Regions from separate parts of the Canis lupus genome. Here region 2 is linked to region 1. Evidence: chromatin contacts called from public Hi-C data. All regions are on one chromosome and are shown on one strand. The core of a region is the stretch at or near the end of the contact, and the rest is flanking DNA. Distances in the headings are between cores, read along the strand shown. Region 1 holds the start of MYH3 (myosin heavy chain 3). Region 2 has its middle 9.7 kb from the start of PIRT.

Region 1 (7,494 bases), core at 3,452-5,951:
CCAGGGGACATCACACAGCACCAGAGGGAAGCGGCTGGAGAGGAACAGCCAGGTTCTGGGAAGGGGGGTCCAGCGGCTCTCCCTTACTGCCTTCCAAGCCAGCGAGCATTCTTGAGACATGATACAGTTTTTTGTTTCCAACTCATCCACAAATAAAGGCAGCTCTCTGCCCTGGCTGTGGGGATTAACTCTAGCCGGGTGAGGGCTGAAGGAACAAGGGATCCTCCTGTTCCCGAAAAGCTGCCTAATAATACACTGATAAGTCATCTGTTCCCTGGATTGGAGGACAGATGTCACTCCAGCAAAGCGTTAGCTTCGCCCCAGACTTTGTCTGAGATTTCTCTCTCTTTGGACATCTTACAATATTCATATTATATATGTCCTTTCCCCCACTCTTCATATCAGTAAATAGATATTCAGTACAATCTACTCAGGATCATCAACAAAACCGGTTGTGCTGCCCCAAAACACATGGAAGCCTTCAGATCCAGAAGATTGAAACGTCTATGCTGTGTCCAACACAGCACCTGCCATGGTATGTCTGATGGTTTCACAGCCTGCTGAATGCACATCCATAGCCTGTGAGGCAGCTCCCGCGTCCCCATTTTACAGGTGTGATCACGGAGGCTCCAAGAAGTATGGCCCAAGCCCCCCCACCCCAGCAGTTGACAAGGAGTAAGCTGCTGGGCTCAGACGCCGGCCCCTCCGACTCCAGAGCTCTGCACTCCCGTAGTCATGGTCACACCTGCACACGGTTCTTCCCTCCCCTAGAGACATTTTTCCAGAGGACCAGGTCTTTTGATTCCTGATGTCTAGTTTTGAAGCTGTTTCCTGTGCTGGAGGTTGTTTTTTGTCACTTCTTCTGTCCTCCCAGGGGGTTTCTTCTGGAGAGCAGAGTCCATCCCCTCCTTCCATGACCTCACATGCAGACAGAGCTTGGTTAGCAGCCGCTCAGGTGACACGTCAGATCCTATGACCACAAATGTGATGGAGAGAAGGGAGAAAGGCTGATGATTCTGGAAAAGCTGGGGATGGAAGCCGTCGACATGTCAGAACTGGTGCTGAGCATGGCCATGTGATGGGTGCTCTTTTACAAGGCACTCAAAGGAATCCATGTTCCCTCTGCTTCCTGGAGGGCTGTATGGACATGGTTGGACAGAGGGATGGGTAAAGGGGTGACTGCAAAAAGGAAAACCCAAAGTCCCACAAGGTCTCTACCAGCCACTTTCAGAGCGTGAGAAGGAACAGCAAGCACCCAGCCCAGCACAGCCCACCCTGCTACCCACGACCCTGGAGCAGCCAGGGCCGCTCTCACTGGTGCTTGACCCCTTGGGATTGCTAACACCCCCGCTCCCAGGGGAGACAGTACTAACCAGGCCTCCCAACGACATGGCAGACTGACATGTCACCAAGCAGGCAGGATAGGCTCCAAGGTGACCACTGTATCTGGGGGCTCCGGTGGAGACCAGGAGCGCCAGTGCTTTCTCTCTGCCTGAGGTGAGGCTCCAGAGACGGGCATCCTAGTCCAAAATGGAAGAGAAGGGGCAGGGAAAGGGGCACCTGGGGGGCTCAGTCGGTGAAGTGTCTGGTTTTGGCTTAGCTCATGATCTCAGGGTCCTGGGATTGAGTTCCGCATGGGTTCGGGGGTCCCTGCTCAGCAGGGGAGCCTGCTTCTCCATCTGCTTCTGCCCCTCCCTGCTCATGCTCTGTCTCAAATAAATAAACAAAATCCGAAGAAGAAGAAGAAGAAGAAGAAGAAGAAGAAGGAGGAGGAGGAGGAGGAGGAGGAGGAGGAGGAGGAGGAGGAGGAGGAGGAGGAGGAGGAGGAGGAAAACACAGCCATCCCAGCAGGCTGGAGGGGCAGGCGGGCGGGGTAGCCACTTTCTGCCCTGGTGGCCGCTCACAAGTGTGTTATGACAATCTGAATTTGCCTAAATCTTGAAAACAACTGACGCATCATTTAGAGTGTAAACTGTTCAGAGTAAGGCTGCATTTCCCGTTTCCTTTGTACCTTCCTGAAGTGCCGGGCACAGGGACCAGCACACAGTGGCTGTGTCATTAGCCGCTAATGTCCCTTCATCCTGAGGACTGCGGCCCTGTGCCCCCAGCCCGCACCCTGCATAGCCCCCATGTCTGGGCTCGAGTGCGACAGGACGGGAGGGTTGCCAGGGGACAGCTCCCGTTCTCAAGTGGGAACACTGACCCGCAGGTCTAGCTACAGGATGCCCACCCGGCCACCCTCCCAAGGGTTTGGCCAGAGAAAAGAAGGGAGGGAGGTGGACAAAAGAGACAAAAAAGCTGAAAGAGATTAAGCGAAAGCTTCAAATCCCACTTTACTCTCATCTTGAGGTTTTATTTTTCCGATCTCGATTTGGAAACAAGCACATGTGTCGGAAGGCCCCCCGGCCACCCCCTCCCTCTGCAGGCCCCATGGCTCCCCCTCGCCCCCCAGCCGGGCCAGCAGCTGGTGCTCCCCGATGGATAATATATCTTAATAACTACAGGCCCTGCAGCAGCTGTTGCTGAGAATACTGGCTGCCGGTAAAGCTCCCTGGCATGCGTGTCCCTGTTGGTTCTACTGGGCTTCGAAAAGGATTAAGTTAATAATGATACTAATAGGGCAGAAAGTTACACAGTGAAAGGGGAGGGAGGAGGAGGAGGAGGAATTATTATTATGGTCTTATCATCTTATTATATAATGGTCTTGTCATTGTTATTGTTCCTGGCCCGAGTTTTACCTGTCCTGGCCCTGTCATGTCCCTGCGTTGGGACAACAGCCTTGCTCACAATTCCCAGAAGATTTTAACTTTTCCATCCATCAGGGTGAGCGAGCGAGGTGGTGCGGGCCCCAAGCCCAGGGAAAGGCATCTCAAACTTCCCACTTCTACAGCTGGAAGATGGTTAGGGATCCTGCTCATTTCTATATATACCTTTCCCTTGGCAACGACCAAAAACGTGAGGAAGGAGCTGGTTCTCAGCATGTGGTGTCGGTCACTCTCTTTCCAAATATAGAGAAGGAATGAGCCGGGGGGGTTGGCCGGGGGCCTATAAAAGCCCTGCGGCAGCAGCCCCTCTCTAGCTCCCTCTCTCCTGGGCGGAGGTAAGTCACAGCGCCTCCTGGGCCCCGTCCCCGCCCCTGGGCCTCAGAGGACACTCGGTGTGGCCGGGCGTGCAAGCGTGGCCCTGCCTGGCTTTGGGAAGAATGGCTAGATGTGGAGCTGGATGTCTCAGGCCCAAACGGCCATCCCCCTCTGCCTCCGGCACCCACCGAAGCAGGGTCCTTCAGGCCCTCCTGCCGCCTCCCCACGGCCTCGTCTTCGCGGACCCTCTTGGGCACGATCCATCTGCACACACGGCCTGTCTACATGGCCCGCTGTCCCCTCTCGGCCTCTCTGATCCACGTGGAGGGCCAAGGGGATGCAGTGCCTTCCCCTAACCCTCTCCTCACCCACGGGGCTGGGTGCCTGTCCAGGGCCCGGTCCCTGTGAGGCTACGCTGCTGTGTGGCGAGGAGCCACGGTCAGAGATTTCTCTCTGTTCCCCGAAGACGGGGACACTTGACCTTGGCTGGAACCACGAGCTCCTCTCAGGGCCCCGGCCCTCCTGCCAGCCCCTCACAGGGGACCTGTGAGCCCGACATGGGACCTTGGGGGATTCGCGGCCTTGATGGCTTCCCTGTGTGTCGCGACCCACCTGCTCCTGCAGCTTGCCCCTATCCTTCTGGAGCCATCCCAGCAAGAGCGGGTTCAGAGCTGCACCGGATGCTGCCCCGTGTGTCCTGACTTTTGCTTTTGCATATTTGTTGCAGGTCTGATTTTCCGGGGCTACAGTTCTGCGCTGCCTGCCTGTGGGTGTGACTCATCAGGTAAGGAAGCAGATGGGGTCCCCGGGCTGTTGGAAGCCTCCGGGTAACCTCCCAGTGCCCTTGAAGGCACGGAGTCTCCGAGAGCTCAGATAGCACAACCTAGGCCGGAGAGGAACCTTCCGGCTGTTGGCATCCGAGGGCGCTTCTAGTCTGAGCAACTCAAGGGAGCAAGAGCTGGTTTTCCCATGTGAGGAGGCGGCCCCCTGGACTCAGAAGGGTCCAAATATTTCTTAGCTACTTGCCACTTAGCACACCCTCTTGGAAGAGTGCTGTTTTATGTTTTTTTGCTATTTATTTGTAATGTTTCCCCTCAGCAACACCTGGGGTTTGCAGGTCAGGAAGGTGAGTTCTCTGGGGACACTTCACCATCTGATCAGAAGGATCCGATCGAGGCCACAGCAAGCCCAAGAGCTTGGGTCACCTGTGCTCTATGCCCTAGCATGGAAAAGCATGGGGCTGGGCCCCTGGGGGGGCTCAGTCAGTTGAGCATCTGCCTTCAGCTCAGGTCATGACCTCAGGGTCCTGGGATCGAGCCCTGCATTGGGCTCCCTGCTCAGCAGAGACTCTGCTTCTCCTTCTCCCTCTGCTCGTGCTCTCATTCTCTCTCTCTCTCACACTCAAATAAATAAGATAAAATTAAATTAAATTAAATTAAAAAGCCACGGGGCAAATATGCACAAGCAATTTTCGCGCACTTGGGTGAAGCCCAGAGGATGGAGGGTGCCGGGCTCGGGGCCTCCGCTCACCAGGCAGCCACTGGCAGGCAGAGCTGAGGGGACACAGCCCCCAGCGGGGTGGCGGCGAGGTCACATGCCCGTCTGCCTTCCAGCGGCACCATGAGTAGCGACACGGAAATGGAAGTGTTCGGCATCGCCGCTCCTTTCCTCCGGAAGTCGGAAAAGGAGAGGATCGAGGCTCAGAACCAGCCCTTTGACGCCAAGACCTACTGCTTTGTGGTCGACTCAAAGGAGGAGTACGCCAAGGGGAGAATTAAGAGCTCCCAGGACGGGAAGGTCACGGTGGAAACGGAAGACAACCGAGTAAGCCTCAAACTCGCCCTCCACGGGCCGCGCAGGGTCCCCCGAGGTGGCTCTGGCACCTGGATGCCCCACGTGGCTTCCCTGCCTCAGCTTCCCCGCTGTCCTTGGGCTGCAGGGTAGGAGGAGAACCCGGATGTGGCCACTCAGAGCAATTCGTGTTCAGGAGCCTTTGCCAACGTTCACATCCTTGTAAGGGCATCGCAAGGGTGCAGGGCTGGGAACCCCTCCTGCAGTAAAACACTCTCCTTTGGTAGCCTGGGTTTCCCTACTTCTTCTAGCAGTTGCCATCTAGCGGGGGAAGGAAGGGAAAGCAGGGAAGGGGGTCCTAGTGGACCCCAGGCTCCATGTGAAGTGGCAACCTCCCTATTTCAGGAAGGCCATGAGCAGTGAAGTGTACCCCCTTCTGGCCAGAACGTGGTGGGGCTGCTGGGAGAAATCCTGGACTTCACTGGTTTCTGGCATCGAGGCCAGAAGCATCTGGAAGTGTTCTGAGAAAAGTTTAAAAAAAAAAAAAAACAATTCAGAGAAGAAAAAAGACAATCTGAAGAAGAGAGCATAGTGTCACCGGGTTGGGTGTGAAGGAAGCAGGCAGTAGGAATCACTCATCCACGTCACCAGGCCCTGATGCTCCCGGGGGCTGGCCCTCTGCACCTGTCAGGTGTCAGGGTCGAGGGTGGGTTTGCCAACCTGGAAGCCAGGCCCAACAAATGAGAACCTAGGACAGTCTAGAGCCTTCACAGGGAGGGCTGGCGGCATGGGCTGGTTTAAGTGAGTCCCTGCTTGAAGGCAGGTTACCCAGAGATGGGACCACTGCAGAGAGACAAAGGCAAAATCCCAGAGTGCAGACACATTCACAGGCCCTCAGAGCCACCCTGAGCCACCCGGCGTCCCTGTCTTCTCCCGCGAGGGACCTTGTCCCCAGCGCCTGCCCCTTGGGACCCAGGCTCTTTGTGGGAGACGGACAAGAAAATTAAAACCAGGGGCAAGACACATGGAGGACACTAGGTAGTCACCGAACCTCTTCCCACTCAGACCCTGGTGGTCAAACCAGAGGACGTATATGCGATGAACCCCCCGAAGTTCGACCGCATTGAGGACATGGCCATGCTGACGCACCTGAACGAGCCGGCCGTGCTGTACAACCTCAAGGACCGCTACACGTCCTGGATGATCTATGTCAGTGCCCATGGTCCCCGGGGGGGAGGGGTGCTGGTGTGGGTGACGAGGCCGTGGAACAAAAGAGGGGAAGGTGGAGGAAAGGAGGAGAAGGAGAAAGGCAGCAGGTGGGAGAGGAAGGGGGCATCAGTAAGAAGAGAGGCCGCAAGAGGGGGAGTGGGGACGGGCCAGGAGAGCCAGGCTGAGGGCTGGGCCTGGGCAGTGTCACCTGCTGGTGGCAGGGCGGCCTCATCTATAGAGAGAAACCCATCCCTCCTTTACAAGGTTAGAGTAAAGAGACAGAGTGACAAAGGCCAAGGGTTTTACACGCGCACACGCATCTTGTACGCTCCCGTAGACCTACTCGGGCCTCTTCTGTGTCACTGTCAACCCCTACAAGTGGCTGCCGGTGTACAACCCCGAGGTGGTGGAGGGCTACCGAGGCAAGAAGCGCCAGGAGGCCCCGCCCCACATCTTCTCCATCTCTGACAATGCCTATCAGTTCATGCTGACTGGTGAGTCTCTGTGGGGGCCGGCAGGGGGCTGCTGGCTGGCGCGTGTCCTCCAGCACGGAGGGCGGACAGTTGGGGTAGTTAAAGAGGCTGGAAGAGGCCAGACCTTTTCAGGCCCTACAAGCCCTGCTAGGAAGATTGGATTGAATGTAACCATTGGTGAAACTAATAGGAAACAAGGGCGCCTGGGGGGATTCGTGGGTGAAGCATCTGCCTTTGGCTCAGGCCATGATCCCAGGGTTCTGGGATCAAGTCCCGCATCAGGCTCCGTGCTCTGCGGGGAGTCTCCTTATCCTCTCCCTCTGCCTGCAGCTCCCCCTGCTTGTGCTCTGTCTCTCAAATAAATAAATAAAATCTAAAAAAACAAAAACAAAAATAAACATATGAAGGTATGAAGGACTCCTGAGTGGCTCAGCAGTTGAGCATCTGCCTTCAGCCCAGGGCATGATCCTGGGGTCCTGGATCGAGTCCCACATCGGGCTTGGGGAGCCTGCTTCTCCCTCTGCCTGTGTCTCTGCCTCTCTCTGTGTGTCTCTCATGAATAAATAAATAAAATCTTTAAAATAAAAAAAAAATAAGAGGCCAACATTTTTGAGGGCTGAAGATGAAGCCTAACAGGCGAGTGGGATGAAAAGCCACTGGCTGGTCTGAAGCAAAGGCTTCTCCTCTGAGGGTCACTGTCAAGAAGGAGGCTCTCCCAGCCGCCCCTAGGACCACACAAAACACTATAGGGAAGAGGCCTGGTGTAGTGAACCGTGACCACTTGACAAGGGTCGCAGTGGGGCTAGGGAAGCTCCTTATATCGCTGTCAACTCTGTCTTGTTTTTTCCTTTGGCAGATCGTGAGAACCAGTCCATCCTGATCACGTAAGTACCTAAGACACAGAGCAGTTTGGGAGCCGTGGCTCTTTGTCTCCAAAGTAG
Region 2 (7,494 bases), core at 2,850-5,349, 170 kb before region 1:
AAGGTAACTGTGTAGGAGGCAGGTGCTTGGCTTGCCTCCACTTCCTGAGGGTCCCTGTGTGAACCCAACTCCTGAATGCCCTGCCCAACTGGCTTTGTCGTCCAGCCCAGCCAGAGATCCAAGAAGTTCCTCCATCATCATCTTCTCCCTCCAGAAGACATTTCCTCTAATTTGCTCTGTTTCCATTTTATTCATCGAGTATGTATTATTTGAACACTTTTGATTCTGTTCTAAGCACAAGAGATAAAGCAGTAAACGTAACAAGTTCATGGCTCTGTGGGGCTTACATTCCATTTGGTGAGTTTCCTCTACAACCTCGTTTGAATGTTGTTGGTTTGTATGAGAAAGAGTCCCCTTTCTGTCATATGCTGGCCACCATTTGTCCCTGTTGAACCAGACGACAGAGACCTTTTTCTTATTCAAATTTATTTTTCCAATGCCCAGGTCAATAGCTAGCACATAGATGTTGCATCAATTAGGAATTGTATCTGGCTCTAGGTAACAGGGTCCACACACACTCCCCAATATTCTGTTTTAAATCAGATAATGCTTCCTTCTGCCTGCCCCATGAATTTAGTCCAGAAAAAGGAGGTGCAGGGGTGTCATAGTAAGTCCACAAATCATAAATGTCTGAGTTACTTTTGTGCCTGTTCTTATCTCTTTGCTGCTCACAACTTCCTTGTTGCCTCCAGATGGCCACCGGAGCACTGACAGTCACACTCATGATCCAGACAGTTAGAAAGATGAAGGTGAAGGTCAAACAAGATAAGTGTGCCCATCCTTGAAGAAGATCTCCTGGAGGCCCTGTGCCATGTCTTCGCCACATCTCATGGCATGAACTAGGTCTCATGGACTCCCCTTTCTTTAAGAGTGTGGTAACTTTAAAATATATCCATGATTTCTTGGATAAACCTCCTTTTGAGAAGTGGAGCCTGATTTTTCACTCTTTGTGTGTACACTATACTTAAGGATTTGTGTCTAATAAGTAGAATGTGGCAGAAATGATGACATGTAATTTTTGAGAGTAGGTCATGAATGACATCATGGCTTCTCTCTGGGATCACTCATTCTCAGAGGATGCAAGCTACCATGGTTTGAGGACATGCAGGGGGTTCCACGGAGGGGTTCACATGCAGGGAAAGTGAGGTCTCCTACCAACAACAGGCATTAACTACCCTTGTCCTTTGGTGCTGGGAATGGAGCCACTTTGGAAGCATATCCTCTAGCCCCAGGCCAGCCTTCAGGTGACTTACTGACACCTGGCCACAACTTAGTATTGCCTTGGCCAACATGCTGACCATGACTTCATGAGTAGCCCTGACCCAGCAACATCCAGCTAAACTGTTGCCAAATTCTTGACTCACAGAATCTTTGGGAGATAATAACTTTTTATCGTGCTATTCTGTTTGGGGATGTTTTGTTACACAGCAATAGATAACTAATACAGAGGAAGACTAAGAAATATAGATTTGGGTCAGCACTGTGGCAGAAATGGCTAGTTTTCCACCAAAATCTATTTACCACTTCTTTGAACACACGGCCAGATGACATACATGTCCCTTCCTCTCTTGTAGTTAGATGTGGCCATGTGACTAAGTGTTATCTGGTGGAATATGAAAAGAGGTTATATATATATATATATATATATATATATATATATATATATACCACTTCTGGGCATGGCCAACAAACCTACATATGCTCCTTCAATCACTTTCTCCTTCCAAACTGACTAGTCTCCTTCTGCTGGCTCATTGCAGACAATAATGAAATGGGCCTGAGAGATAGCATGGCCTCAAGATGGAAGAAGCCCAGGTCCCCAAGTAACCAAGTAGAAAAAAGCTCCCTTGACAAACTAAGTGCCTGCCAAATATTATTTTGAGAATATGAAATAAGCTTCTATTACATCAAGCCACTGAACTTTGGAAACTTGTTCTCATCCCATACAAGACTATTCTACCAAATACAGAAATATTTCTGCCCAAATGCAACTGTAATTGTTACAAAGGAAGAGGAGTTAGTTGGTAGACCCTAGAAGTGTTTGGTGCAAGAATAGTCTGAAAACAACTCCCCAAATGGATGGATATGTTTGCCATATGTTTGCCAGCCTGTATGCAGACAGAGGCCTGCCTCTGGGGCTGTTTAAGCTACATAGAAGTAGGGAGGGACAGCACGATTGCCTGATGCCAGAGTCCCTAAACCCTCACCCCTGTAATTGGGAACTCTTTGTTGGACAACAACTCCTTGTTGTCCTTCAACAAGCTACCTGGAACCAAACATGTCAAAAATATTGTGGAGCAGTTCTTGACCTCACAGGACTTGGAGTCTTCTCTCACCAGCTCTGTTTGAGGGTTTCCACTGGGTTGGACTTTGAGATCAATATCTTGGGAAAGGAAAGAGGGGAACTGGAGGTTTAGGGGTTCACAATTATGTCATTATCGCTCCCAAAGACACCAAACACTGAAGTAGACTCAGTCTATCTCCACCCCAAGGTGACCCTGACCTGTCGAGAATCCTATAATCTACCCCTTGCCTGAACTTACCTTTTTCCCAGGCTTACCTAGGAATACTTCTCACCATCCCGTCACTAGAGCATTGCCACCACTGTCTTTTTATGCTGAAATCCACACGAGGTTACCTAAGGAAGGCCATCCTTCTGACATTTCCTTCATTCATACATGGAAGCTAGCATTTATTAAGATTCTGTTATGGCTTTATCACAGCCTGCAAGGTCCACAAAGGTCTAACCCTGCTTGCAATTCCAGCCTCATCATGAATCACTCTCCCCTAGTTCTCTGCTCTCCTGCTAACCAGCACTCAAATGAGTCAGGCTCCTCCAGGCTCTGGATCTTGACATATGTTGTCCCCTCAGCCTGCCGATCTCTATTACAATGTTCGACCTTCAAGGGAACTTCCTTGATCCTCTAAACTAGGTCAGGCTCCTCTGTGGCATAAGCTCATGGCTCCTGTACTTCTCCTTCCTAGTCTTTATTACAATGAAGTAATAACTGCCATAATAATCTGTTCAGTGGTTACCACTCTTCTGAATGCTTAGCAGGGGCTACATGTCTTTCTGGTCTACCATGCAGCAGAAACATCTTGGAGCCTGGAGTAGAACAGGTTGTGAGGAAACATCCTTTGAATGAATTCATGTGCTACAGATGGGGAAGTGGGTGCAGAATCACCACCACCTCCTTGAGAGGCTAAACTGACTAGGGGAGAAGGAACACACGTGGAAATTAGTGCAATAAAGTGTTACACTGGAGGAACTACACATTCCTAGATTGGACTTCAAAGGAAAATTGCTTTCTAACTAAGATAATTTAACAACCACATCTTCAGGAAGCCTTTCTTATATGCCACTCGATGGAAGGGAAATGCTCTTATTCATTACAATTATGCATTTTCCCCTTCCCCATCCCAGTACATACTCAGAGATACAGCAGGGGTCTAATGAAGGTGCTTTATTAATTTTTAGGGATAGAACCTGCTTGTACAATTTACCAGCCCTGTTTGTTTCTGGTGGAGAAATCCATAAGAAATCGTGGGGCAGATCCTTGTTTGGGAGAGAATCAGTAAAGAGAGACCTCCACATGGTATTTAGAAAGAAAATCATCGTCCTGAGGGAATGAGTTAATAGAATATTTTAGTAGTGTTGTTGTTTGGTGGCTCACTGAAGCCTGCCCCTGCCACTATACTACACGGCAGGGCTCCAGGACAGGCTGAGCACATTTCTTTCACTGAAAATTACAGAAATGCCCTTTTGAGTGGATTAAACAATAAGGATATGGATAATCTCCTGCAAGAAGTCCACAGGTAAGTTGGCTTGAGGCCAGTAAGATCTGCCACCCACTCCACTCCTCTGCAAGTCTCTGGGCTCTGCTGGATGCTGAGTGTCATTTCTTCCTTGGCCAAGCTTCTTCTGTGGTCCCTGACTGGCCCTCACACCCATGGCACTTTGGAGACTCACCAAGGTCTAATCTCTTTCCATGGCTAACATCCCAGCCCACAGCTTTTTCAAAAGAGCTTAATACTGTTCCCTTTGCAAATATACTGCTGTGTTTATCTCAGAGTAACAAGGATCAAGAGTCACTCTACTGATGTGGCCAATTCCATGTGGTGAGTTCACTGTTGTTTTTGGCTAGAAGCCATCTTGGCTGGTGTTCTTGGGCCCTGCCTACCAAAAAGCCAGGTTGGACTGGTCCACAGACAAGAATAAAAAAGCATGCCACATGAGTGACACAGTCAAGAAAAAAGCCTTGAGAAGAGAAAGGCTTCTCCACCACCCACCACCATGTGCATCACCCCACCATGCCACACTCAACAATGGAAAAGTATTCTGAGTTGAGAGGAAGGAAGAGAAGAAGAAGGTGCATTAGTCTGCTCAATCAGTACCATGACGGCGGGGGAGGGGGTGCTTAAACAACAGATATTTACTTTTCCACAATTCTGAAAGATGGAAGTCCAAGATCAAGGTGTTGGCAGGAATGGTTTCTTCTAGAAGCCTCTCTCCTGACTTGTAGATGGCTGCCTTCTCTTCATGTCCTCACATGGTCTTAACTCTGTGCAAATATGGTTCTGGTGTCTCTTCCTCTTCTTATAAGGACACCAGTCCTATTGGGTTGGGGCCCCACCCTTATGACACCATTTAACCCTACCTCCCCCTTTAAAGGCTCAGCAATCACATTGGAGATTAGGGCTTCAACATATGAACTTGGGGTCTCAGGGGTTGGGAGATGTGATTCAGTCCATAACAGGGGATAAGGGAAGAAAACATATGAAGATATGATTTCCAAAGACAGAGACCTGCACCCACTGTCCAGCCTGAGACCCATACTGGTGAAGACCTCAGCTATATTCAGGAGTAATATAGCAGGGGAAACTAAAATCCAAGCTCCACATGGAACTCCAGAAAAAAAACAGGAAGGTGACAAGATGCTTGAGAGATGACCATTCATTTATCCAGAGAACTATCACCTTGAATGCCTGCTGAGCAATTTTTTTGCCCTTGTCCCCAACCAATGTGGAAGCAAGAGGATTTCAGAGAACCCAAGATTGAAATAGAAGTAAAGGTAAGGTCATCAAATCCAACAAGGCCATGAAGGTAAAACCAGGGAAGGCTTAGCAGTGATCTGCTTAGGAGCAGCATCTGTGGATAACCTGAAGATCAGATGTCCCTTCTTCAGGCTCTGGCACCCCCCAAAATTCAGAACAACCCCCCAAAAATGTGAAATGGAAAACTGAATTGACCAATACTAAGTTTCTGTCACTCAAGCACAATAGTGGCTCAAGAGAGAAGCCAGATTGTCATTTGAAAAGAAATCAAAGGATGCTGATAGTTCTGGTTTCCATGAGTGGACTGAAATCCAAGCCCACACAAGTGGATTAGGTGCAGGACAAAGACAGCCCTCCCTGCTGTGCCAAGGAAAGTGCAGATTGGCCGGTGGGTCAAGGGAAAGCATGAGGGGGCCATTATCCATCACCTAAGAACAAAGATTTCCTTGAGAGAAGAAGATTAGCTATACACTGGAAGAAAACATTTGCAAACACAAAAGACTTCTATCCAGAATGTATAAAGAAATCTTAAAACTCAACAATGAGAGGCCAAATTATTCAATTTAAAAATGGGCAAAAGGCAGGGCACCAGCATCTGCCTTTGGTTCAGGTCATGATCCTGTAGTCCCAGGATCGAGCCCTGCATTGGGCTTCTTACTTAGCAGGGAGTCTGCTTCTCCTTCTCCCTCCACTCCTCCCATGGCTCGTTCTCTCCTTCTCTCTCTCTCTCTCTCTCTCTCTCTCAAATAAATAACATCTTTAAAACTGGGCAAAAGGCATCAGCGGACACTTCCCCAGCAAGGGAATAAGGGTAACAAATAAGCACACAGAAAGATACTCAACATCATTAGTCACGAGGGGACGTGGAATAGAGATAAGATAACACTACACACCTGTTCCATTGGCTAAACGAAAAGGAAAAAAAAAAAAAAAAAGAATCCCTAATAATACAGGGCTGATGAGCATGCAGAGCAATGGGAACTCCGCCATACATTGCTATATGGAACCCAAATGGTGTGACTACCCCAGAACACCCGTTGGCATTTATAAAGTTAATTATACCCTTACCATATGGCCCCAAAGGCCCACTCCTAGAGCAAGGAAAACTTAAGTGAACCAAAGAAACCTAGAAACAAATGTTTCTAACAGCTCTGCTAGAAAGTGTCAGACATGCGGGAACAACTCAGTTGCCCTTCAGCAGGTGAATAGGTGAGCAAATGGGTGCATCTCTTCAAAGCAATACTCCTTGGTCCTAACAGGCACAAGCTGGTACACTCAATAACTTGGATGAATCCTGAAGTCATGATACAGAATGAAAGAAGCTTGTCTCAGACATTTACAAGGTGTACGATTCCATTTATGTGCCATTGTCGGACAGACAAAGCTCTCAAGACAAAAAAAAAAAAAACACATCAAGGATTACCAGAGGAAAGAGAAGGGCTAAAGGGATAGTTTGAGGGAACACCTTGGATTCTTTATCCTGATTATGGTAGTGGTTACACAAATCTTTACATGAGGTAAAAGTCAGAAACCCATTGTTCAGCAAAAAAAAAAAACCACAATTGTATCATATAATCCGTAGATTTCCCTGGGGAGGGTTTAACCGTCTATGTGTCAGCTCAGCTGTGTTCAGTGCAACTGTTCTAAATGAGAAATAATAATAATAATAATTAAGTGGTTCCCTGCCTGGAAATCCTGCGCTCTCTCTCAAATTTAGGGTTAAGTGTCTGTAACACACATGCGCCCTGTAGTGGTGGGAGCTCTGGAGGTGGAGGCCTGAGATGGACCTGACAAAGATAGGCAGAGCCAGACAGCAGCCAAGGGGAAAGGTACACAGAGGACCAGCCAACTCAAGAGCCCCTTTCTCCCCAGTACCCTAGAGCAAGGTGCCTCCTGAAAGAGGAAGGCAAAGGACTAGATCCTCCTGCTGCCTGGGGACAGGCTGTCTCTTAACAGTTGTCTACACCTAGTTACCTGTCTGTTGCCCCCACTGGACTGCCAGGCCCTGGAGGTCAGGGCCGGGATCTCACGTACCTTTGAATCACAAATATGCCCACCCTGGCACATAGCAGCTAGTCACAGTGGTTTGTTGAATCTGAAAGGAAGGAAGGAAGGAAGGAAGGAAGGAAGGAAGGAAGGAAGGAAGGAAGGAAGGAAGGACCTATCCCAATCACCCAAGGCACAGGAAGGTACTGTTATCCTAGCAAGAGAAACTGGGAACACAGTGTAAATATTAACAGAAGAATTGCTTAAATGTATTGAGATATAATTTGGGATCCTTCCAGTTCCGAAGTTCCATCATACCATTATTATAAATCGAGTACGTGGTTCGATAACACTGCAAAATTTCCATTGGATTCCTTGGACCCGCAACCGAATGCTTGGGAATTCTTAAAAAAAAAGGAACTGGAAAGTTTATGCTTCCCATGGTCTGTTCCC

What was found. Hi-C and Micro-C count contacts between places; a contact is called where the count stands out from the background.
Region 2: a contact with region 1 is called in a Hi-C map of skin fibroblasts, with 1.9 times the contacts expected there. The contact joins the enhancer-like site here to the promoter of MYH3 in region 1. A contact is called at or near these places in 3 of 9 Hi-C or Micro-C datasets (amygdala, liver and skin fibroblasts).

Annotation. Positions count from the first base shown.
Region 1 is chr5:35,142,581-35,150,074 of UU_Cfam_GSD_1.0, reverse strand. MYH3 (myosin heavy chain 3) reads left to right here and starts at 4,701. Exons shown (of 39, transcript NM_001113712.1): 1 at 4,701-4,904; 2 at 5,937-6,080; 3 at 6,418-6,574; 4 at 7,410-7,437. The coding sequence starts at 4,701.
Region 2 is chr5:35,310,411-35,317,904 of UU_Cfam_GSD_1.0, reverse strand. No RefSeq gene overlaps it. Among named protein-coding and RNA genes, the nearest start is that of PIRT, 9.7 kb to the right of the region's middle. Within about 2 kb of position 4,099, at least 2 of the 20 cell types and tissues checked have an H3K27ac peak or open chromatin away from gene starts, as enhancers often do.